2 separate regions of the Danio rerio genome follow, and region 1 is linked to region 2. Evidence: chromatin contacts called from public Hi-C data. All regions are on one chromosome and are shown on one strand. Each heading gives the region's core, a stretch centred on a gene start, on an enhancer-like site or on the middle of the called end of the contact. The rest is flanking DNA. Distances are from core to core; before and after follow the strand shown. Region 1 holds the start of six3b (SIX homeobox 3b). Region 2 has its middle 75 kb from the start of ppm1bb.

Region 1 (4,908 bases), core at 2,055-4,554, 92 kb before region 2:
TATGTTTTTGACTCCGTACTGTTAACGGTGGATTCATGCATTTTGTTAACAAAAATATTATCTTTCTTCCCCGTTAGTTCGGTTATTGATTGATTTTAACAACAGCCTAAATAAACCAGCTGTAAGTTACAGACATTTGTAGTTGCATTATTGTTCTGCGCGTCTTTATGCGTTCTGTTAGAAGTAGGCTATTTTAACAAATAATTAAAATAACATTTTAAATAAAATTAAATAAAAACAAGCATGAATACTGCCAGAACAAAAGGCAAAAAAACAAAACAAAAAAAAAAAACAGGAAATTAAAATAGCCAAGTATTATTGTAAAACACGTTTGCGTCAATGAGCAACATGTCGATGATAATAATAATAATAATAATAATAATAATAATAATATTAAGAATTATTTGGCGAATTGTTAAGATATAAAGAAACAAAAGAAAGCATAAAAACAAAACTTAAAAGGAAAATTCGGCTTTTTCTTTAACATAAATTCTGTTCTTGCTCAGTAGACGGACACATGATTAAATCACTCAATGAAAATAAAAATGACCAATAAATTAATAACAAATTTTGTCCCTTGTATATTTTTCTGACAAAATCCGCAATGCCAAGTCATTAAAAAAACAAATAATACTCTGATAGTCGTTATATTAAATTATATTTATTTGCATAAAAGTGACCCATAACACTGTGTTTTCAGCGCCATTAACCCATTTACAGTATAAAAACGAGCAGAATGAATAGACACTTAAAATCTCCAAGCACTTAACAGACAGTTACTCACGCTTTATGGACACAACATAAAGAAATTTGCAGGAAAGAGAGTGGCGTAATTGCGATACCATATACAAGCATATCTAGACAAGCCTAGACCTAAGGAAAACTTTGAATCAGACATGGACAATTCAATATAAATCTTGAGATAAAATTAGTATGAACATCTCCAGTCGAGTAAAAGACGAGGGGGAATAAAGGTGCTTTTGGACTTCAACGATTGTCTGATAAACACAAAATAATAAAATTGCCTCTCCGGTTCACTCATTTCATCGAGCATCGAGTTCTACCTTTTCGGACTCCACTTCATAAATGCCTTTTAAAATTGCAAAATATTCACAAATGAACATGCAAAATGGTCGTGTATAGGCCTTGGAAATAAAAAGGTTAGGGCGTCAGTCCGTTGAAGCGCTGGAAAAACAGCATGCTTTTCTCCTTTTGTTGAACACAAGCTGGCAAAATGGCCGGCCCCCATGTTGCCCACATTTTCACAAGTTCATTTTTCTCTGGGCAAAAAAATGTTTTATATTTGTCCGACGGTGCATCATACATCGAAATCAGAGTCACTGTCTGTAACTGAGAGAATTGTCCCACCGTCGCCTCGTTCATTCATACTGGAGACGCTGGTCGTGGGACTGGCGGCCGCGCACGGGGATTCTGCCGAGCTGTGCGGTGTGCAGCCCGATTCTGACATGGAGCGCAGACTGCTTTGGCCCAGTCCGTGATGCTGAAGCCTAAAAGCAAGAATTAATAACAAGGGTTAATTATGCAATGTGGTAATCATTTATACAGACTTGATAAACTGAAGTAGTAGCATCTTCTTTGAGCTCGACGGGTTGAAGTGACTAATAATAAACCTGAAACATCTGTTAAATTAGAGGAGTAAAATTGCAGTTAGGGTACTAGCTTAAGCCAATGGTAAAATTATTCATATTTATATACAAGCGTAGGCCCATATATTTTATAAACTTATAATTTCTCTACATCAAAATATATAATTTTTTTTTTGTTATTTGAGAACAAAACATTGACACACTTTAAAACGTTTAATTTCATATATATATATTAACATTACTTTTAATGTAGTATTGTCGTTATTATAAAAAATATACATAGATATATACATATATATATATATATATATATATATATATATATATATATATATATATATATATATATATATATATATTAATATATATATATATATATATATATATATATATATATATATATATATATATATATATATATATACACAGTAGTCTACCCGAATGCTTATATTGTAGTTATATTAAAAATGTTTAAAATTATATTAATATTTGACATCTCCATGTACATGTGAAGATTAAAAATATATTTCTAAAAAAACATAACAAAAACTATTGCTCCAAGTACCATTGCCGAATATTTTTTTTTTGTTGCTGCATTAATATCTGTTTTTCATATTTGTTTTTAATTTTATATTAAAAACGCCTGTAAAAACGTGTTCAAGGCTTTACAGTTTCAGAAATGATTGCTCTTCCAAACAAACAAACTGTTGCTTTTGTTAAATGAAATAAATAAATAACAGTACTCAATGATTTTTTCACAACAGTCATGCAGAATAATGCCGCTTTGCATCTAAACATTGCATTGATATCTATAAAAGTATTTATTCTATTCCCTACCTGATTTAAATTCAAGTCATGAATTAAACTGACCTGTTTTTGGCAGCTGCCGCCCTGTCCCTCTGTCTTCGATTTTTAAACCAATTGCCCACTTGAGTGGGAGTCAGTCCAGTGGCTTGTGCCAGTTCCCTTTTCTTGCTCGGATTGGGGTAAGGGTCCTGTAGGTACCACTCCCTCAACAAACCGCGAGTTCGTTCCTTGAAACAGTGCGTCTTCTGTTCGCCATCCCAGATGGTCCGTGGCAAAGGAAACTTCTTGCGGACCCGGTATTTATCAACGGGTCCTAGGGGACGGCCGCGCAGCTTCTCTGCTTCTTGGTAGTGCGCTTCCAGCCACATCGCTTGCAGCTTTCCATGAGAGTCTTTGGTGAACTTGTGGGTTTCCAGGATGTGGTATAATTCACGGAAGCTTCCCGTGTGATACGCGACCACCGCTCGGGCTCGCTGGATGGACTCGTGCTTGTTGATGGCATCGCAGGCTCCGGGTGCCACGGGCAACGACCAAAGGAAACGTCCGAGCCTCTCGATGTCCCCGGTTTCCTCCAGCGTCTCGCACACGCTGGCCACCTGTTCCGCCGAGAAGTTTAGGGTGGGCAGCTGAAACATCGGTAAGTCCTCCGGGGACCTCGCTCTGGGAATGCTGCCCGCCAGAAGCAGAGGGCGATCCGCGAAATTGGGCAGGAAAAGATGTGAGGGATAAAGCTCTAAAGGAGACCTGAAAACCATGGAGTCGCCGGACAGAGACAAAACGACGGGGAAAGACGGAAAACCCGACGCCGTGTTTGCGCTGCTATCGCCGCAGTGCCACCGAGCGCGAATATCTACCCTTAATCAACTTAGAGTGCAACGGTGAAACATTTTGTTTCGCTTTTCTATTGGTCTTCCTGGTGTCGTGCTGTGGTTGTCATGGCAGCCCTGCCAATCACTGTCAAGCTTGCCCGTCATTAGCCAGTGCGCGCTGCCCTTCCACACATTTGCTTTGCGCGCAGGGTTTTATCGTCGCTCCAATCAGAACTGGCCACTCACTGCGGGATGTTTTCAAGCAGGCGAATGGTGCGCCAGTTCGCTCGACGGTAGGAGGATTAATAGGTGGAATATTGCTGTATTTCTGCGAATTTGCTTCCTCGAGTGGGTGTGAAAGTTTGAGCGCTAGCCAACAAATAAATAACACATCGTTTAACTGTTAACCAAATATATAGCGTATGGAGTAAGGTAATGGTTTATTTAAATAGGTGAAAAAGGCAGTTGTTTGTGCACATGCAATTTAATTTGCACATGCACGCGATTTAAAAATATTATAATAAGAAAATTATAATTTACATAACATAATAATTCTTAATAAAAAACAATTTACCAATAAAACGCATAGTTTAAATGTATAGTGGGCCTAAACAAACTTATATTGACAAATATAACAAATTATATATATCAATATTGTTATATGAAACATCTAATATCTTTGTACAATCTGTTACATAAACGTTTAGATACGCGTTTTAGTCTGCAACATAATGCGTATTCGGCAAAATTATTATTAGTTTTTTTAACCTCTTTATCAGTTTAAAAGGCGAGTTAAAATGTCAGTAGGAAACAAGATCGGCTTGTTAGGCCTGAGTCAAATAACATTCTTTCACAAGGCTTTTTGTTTGCACAAAGCGTGTAATTAATGCCACAAACAAGTTAATTCACTTGGCCTAATTGTCTGTTTATCCTGGGGCTTAGCGCTTAATGGCCTTCTCTCCAGTGGGCACACCACTACTGTCTTACATTAAAGATTAATGTGTACAGTTGAAAGGCGTTGATGTCTAATGATTTATCATTAGTGATTAAATGGGTATTTGTTTCATACAAAAAAGAATAGAAAAAAAGGTCGCTTTAATATATGCATTTTCAGCGATTTTAAAAACGGCATTGCTCCAAGGCAAGATTTAAACATTATCTTTTCTACAGGTGTTGGCATAATAATAACTGCAAACAAAAGCACTAATCTCGCGCCCCGTAGACAAGTAACGAGACGTCTTTGTTCATCAGGATTAGTTAATTGGCTGAATATCGTGTTCACTGCAAATATGAACCTTTATTTACACACGAACTGAGCACAAAAATCAACCAAAGCACTTAAAGGAGTGCGTTTGGAAATAAACCGAAAAATCTAGGGATTTATTTTATAGTCATATTAGCAATACTGAGAATGCTTTAAATAAATTTATAATCTGAAAATACTGAAGCATCAACAGTTTATTTAGTACATTTATATCAGGATAATATAAATGTATATTTATCAGGATAATGTAAATATATATTTAAAGCATTATGACTATACACGAAATCTGAAATGACCTTGACATGATACGGTCAAGTTGACAGTCCCCCATCCAATGCACCTAGGGGTAGACGAACTCATTAGGTCTACAATCAAAACCATTTATTAAAGTTGCAGATAACAGGATACACATTAATCTGCG
Region 2 (5,117 bases), core at 334-2,833:
TTAAAAATAACTGAGTTGTGATTGTAGCTGTTGTCTGCTATATTGCGTTAAACAATAAACGGCAGAGCATGTACGCTTAACACATTCCCTATTAAATTCGATAGGCTACTCACATTCTAAATTGCCTTTATTATTATTATTATTATTATTATTATTATCATTATTATTATTATTATTGTTATTATTATTATTATTTAGTGTTTATTATTTAAATGGACAACTTCTGCCTGAGGAAATTAGCTGGCCAGTTTGTTATTTGCTAGTTCGTTTGAACAGATTCTCAATATTTTTTTTTATTTTTTTTATGATGGATGATAATAAACTAGCATTTAAAAAATAAAATTCTAATCTCATTACATTATATTAAACTGCATAACAGTTTAAATGCACATTTGTAAATAAACACTCACACGGCCCTGGAAAAAGATTAATCGCAAATAGTCGATTCAAAAATTTGGTTTTGACATAATATATGTGTATATTTATTATGTCAATATAAATACGTACAAGGCATACATATAAGAAAAGATTTATTTATATTCAGATATAATATATGTGAGATGTTTATATATATATATATATATATATATATATATATATATATATATATATATATATATATATGTATATGTTATTTTCTGTGTAACAAAATTGCTGTGTATAGATTGTATTACATGTACATAATAAATATAAGCTATACAATGCACACACGTATTATGTCAAAACAAACTTTTATTTAGGATATAAATAATCCAGCACTATTATCATTATTCAATCTTTGAAGGCTAAATATGAAACAAAAAACAAACAAATATAATACGATGAGCAGATGAGAAAGGTGGAACATAAATTCAATAAAATTTAATACATATATTTACATAGGGATACATAAAACTATTTTATAATTCCTTTTGTTCAATTTAATGTATCATTGTTATAGTGATGATGATAATAATAATAATATTAACAAAGCTGTTATGTAGTTTGAATTAGAACAGCTTTTCCCCGTAATCATTACTACAATATTATTTCTACAATATCCTTCTGATTCAAGGTTGTAACAACATTTGCACTTTTTTTAAAACCTAATTTCACTCAATTTACTTTTATTAGGCTACTGAATAAAATTATTTACTCACTAAAAAAAAAAAAAAAAAAAAAAAATATATATATATATATATATATATATATATATATATATATATATATATATATATATAGTTTTATTAATTTTCTTCTAAAATGACGATTACAGTTAGGGGAGGTTTTTAAAACAAAGTTTAACAAATTAATTGTAATAAGTGAAAACTATATATATATGTAAAATAATTAACTAATTAAAATTTTCTGTAATGTATAACTCATAAACAACAAGCTTTTTGTGGTTTATAAAAGGTTTGTAAATTTAATTAAACTTTAATTTGAAAGATGGCAACAATCAAATCATTGAATTGCAAACAGAAAAAGTTACATCCTGCTGGCAGAGTCTTTTGACAGTCCTCATCATCATCACAGTCTCTCAATATGACACCCATGTCCTGCTGCCACCCTTCCCTCCACCACATAAATAAGATATATGGCCTTGTCTCCATGCTCAGCTGTCATCATCTAAATTCATACGGCTCACGGGAGACACTCTGCATTGTGTTTCACAATGACCGCCCAAAGGAAAGCACATTGCATCCAGATAATGCACATACACAATTGGGCAATGTGCATTATAGAAGTGGATTAAGAGCATTCACGGTAGTGGCTCGAGGGCACCTTCAAAATTAAACGCTTCAGTTGATCTGAATCAAAACTATTTTTATCTCTCTGACCTTTTGCTTCTTCTCCTTCAGCTGGCTGCAGGACACGAGGTCAAATGACTAACAGGTTGGTTGACAAATCAAAGACTTTTAAACAGTTAAATGGTAATTTCACCCCCCACAAAATCAGTTTATTCTGTCATCATCATCCAAACATCGTTCCAAACCAATGAGACTTAAGTTAATCTTTAGAGCACAAATGAGAGATTTCTGTCACTCCATTATATATTTACCTAAGACTACGAAAATATCATATAAATATACTCCTATAAATTCAGTGGTTTAATCCAAGTCTTCTGAAGAGATATAAACATGCCTATGAGACACACACCGTAGAATTGAATATCATTGGTAGTTGCCACTGTTGGGCAAGCTACTTGGAAAAATTAGAGTGAGCTAAGCTATTAGCTACTCTACTTAAAATGTAGCTTAACTACACAAAAACCTACCCCCTAGAAATGTAGCAAGCTAAGCTAAAAACTACTTCGCAAAAGTAGCTTAGCTACATCTAAGCTAATTTTACAAATTTTATTTTTAAATCAAAGCTACTTAAATCCAAGTCAGTCATATCTTAGTGATCATTAAACCGTCAAAGAAACAGTCAGGAGGACGGTCAAGGGTGGAGTTGATGGAGGGAGGAGCCATGGAAGAGGAGTGGTCGTCAACTCCAGGTGGCTGATCATGGGAGATGCCGCAGCTGGGGGTGGAGCCCAAGGAGGACACGGAGAGCCATAAGTGACGTTGAGGTCCCGGAGGGCCGAGGTGGAGTGGAAGGCTCACACGACCGAAGTGACGACACAGGTCTGGAAGCCCGCGGCAAAGCCAGAGCAACAGAGGACCGAGGCATAGCTTGAGGGAAGGAGGAGCTCAACGGTGCAGGATGGAGGAATGAGGCGCAACCGGAGGAGCAAAGTCCAGAGGTGGAGGCAGAGTGACAACTGACCAAGACGGAGCAGAGGGAAGAAGTAAGCCAGGTGGAGCTGGTGGGCTGACGGTCCATGGAGGAGATGAGAAGAGAGCTAACGTTGAGCCGTTGGGTCGGAGAGCTGAGGCCGGCTGGTTGAGCTCCTCCTGCTTGGTAATGTTCCTCTCTGACGCTCTTGATGGCGATGGCTCACATATCGCGAGTGGCTCTCCATCTGCGATGGGCTCTGGCACACACTCCCAGCAGATGATTGTTGGGCTGGTCACTGGGTAAGGAGTGGCACTGACGAGATCTTCCTCCGCACAGGTGACGAATGATGATCGATTCCTCGCCAGTGTCCACTTCACATAGGCGGCGAGATTGCCCCGGGGACTATCTTCAGACGACAGTGCTCTGCTAGCATCAACGTAGAAAATACGGGACAATGACTAAACCAAAGTAAGGGATATAAATACACAGAGGATGATGATGATGATGAACTGATCACACACTGGGGCAAAAAAACAGGTGGAACAGATGAACATTAACTAATCGCGGGAACTAGAACAAAAGAGCACATGGGGAGGGTCACATGATGAAAACAAACACAGGATCTAGCATTACCCACCCCTTTAAAAAGTGTGTCCTCGCGCCTTAATCGAAAAACAAAAGGGTGAGAGGAGGTGGTTAGGGAAGAATCTAGGAAGGAGAAGCCAGGAGATGAATTGGAGGACGTGGAAAGGAGGAGTTGGCCAGGGAGGAGTCACAGGAGGGAAGAGGTAGGAAGGGAGGTGAAGCAGGAGGTGCAGGACTCAGGACACAGTCAGGAGGACGGTCAAGGGTGGAGTCGATGGAGGGAGGAGCCATGGAAGAGAAGTGGTCGTCAACTCCAGGTGGCTGATCATGGGAGATGCCGCAGCTGGGGGTGGAGCCCAAGGAGGAGACGGAGAGCCGTAAGTGATGTTGAGGTCCCGGAGGGCCGAGGTGGAGTGGAAGGCTCACACGACCGAAGCGACGACACAGGTCTGGAAGCCCGCGGCGAAGCCAGAGCAACAGAGGACCGAGGCGTAGTTTGAGGGAAGGAGGAGCTCAACGGTGCAGGATGGAGGAACGAGGCGCAACCGGAGGAGCAAAGTCCAGAGGTGGAGGCAGAGTGACAACTGACCAAGACGAAGCAGAGGGGACAAGTAAGCCAGGTGGAGCTGGTGGGCTGACGGTCCATGGAGGAGATGAGAAGAGAGCTAACGTTGAGCCGTTGGGTCGGAGAGCTGAGGCCGGCTGGTTGAGCTCCTCCTGCTCGGTAATGTTCCTCTCTGACGCTCTTGATGGCGATGGCTCACATATCGCGAGTGGCTCTCCGTCTGCGATGGGCTCTGGCACACACTCCCAGCAGATGATTGTTGGGCTGGTCACTGGGTAAGGAGTGGCACTGATGAGTTCTTCCTCCGCACAGTTGACGAACGATGATCGATTCCTCGCCAGTGTCCACTTCACACAGGCGGCGAGATTGCCCCGGGGACTATCTTCAGACGACAGTGCTCTGCTAGCATCAACGTAGAAAATACCGGACAATGACTAAACCAAAGTAAGGGATATAAATACAGACGATGATGATGATGATGAACTGATCACACACAGGGGCAAAAAAACAGGTGGATCAGATGAACATTAACTAATGGCGGGAACTAGAACAAAAGAGCACATGGGGAGGGTCACATGATGAAAACAAACACACAGGATCTAACAATGAGGCAGAATTGTTCAGTTCAATTATTTACTGCAAATAATATGCTGTACCAAACAGAAACAATTTATAGCATATAACAACAAAAACAAACAAGCAAAAAATCCAATAAAACCAATTGTTACATATTTAAAAAATAAAACTATAGTCATTTATAGTAAAGGGAAATATTTAGGAATAAGCATTTTACCAAAATAAAACATTATTGTGGCTTGATTTTTAATTATTTAGTTAGGACAGCAAGGTTTGACTTTGGTTAGCCAAAAGTCTTGTATTGTGTATGACTCGCATGAGCTTGGACGACTGCATCCATACATCTCTGCAGTCACTCAAATAACTTATTAATAAAGTCATCTGGAATGGCAAAGAAAGCTTTCTTGCAGGACTCCCAGAGTTCATCAAAATTCTTTGGATTCATCTCCAATGCCTCTTCCTTTATATCTTACCCCAGACCTGCTCAATAATGTTCATGTCTGGTGACTGGGCTGGCCAATCTTGGAACACCTTGTCCTTCTTTTGGATTCATTTGAGGGCTGAAAAATACGGAGCGCTACCCTGCTGAAGAATTTATCCTCTCCTGTGGTTTGTAATGTAACAGGCAGCACAAATGTTTTGATACCTCAGGCAGTTGATGTTTTCATCCTCTCTGCAGATCTCTTGC

The links. Hi-C and Micro-C count contacts between places; a contact is called where the count stands out from the background.
Region 1: a contact with region 2 is called in a Hi-C map of embryo, with 3 times the contacts expected there. The contact joins the promoter of six3b here to the enhancer-like site in region 2. A contact is called at or near these places in 7 of 18 Hi-C or Micro-C datasets (caudal fin, embryo, hematopoietic stem cells and 1 more) and 1 of 4 datasets of contacts at active chromatin or transcription factors (embryo).

What each region holds. Positions count from the first base shown.
Region 1 is chr12:27,387,484-27,392,391 of GRCz12tu, reverse strand. six3b (SIX homeobox 3b) reads right to left here and starts at 3,304. Exons shown (of 2, transcript NM_131363.1): 1 at 2,478-3,304; 2 at 642-1,508. The coding sequence starts at 3,169. The coding sequence ends at 1,319.
Region 2 is chr12:27,294,052-27,299,168 of GRCz12tu, reverse strand. No RefSeq gene overlaps it. Among named protein-coding and RNA genes, the nearest start is that of ppm1bb, 75 kb to the right of the region's middle. Within about 2 kb of position 1,583, at least 3 of the 62 cell types and tissues checked have an H3K27ac peak or open chromatin away from gene starts, as enhancers often do.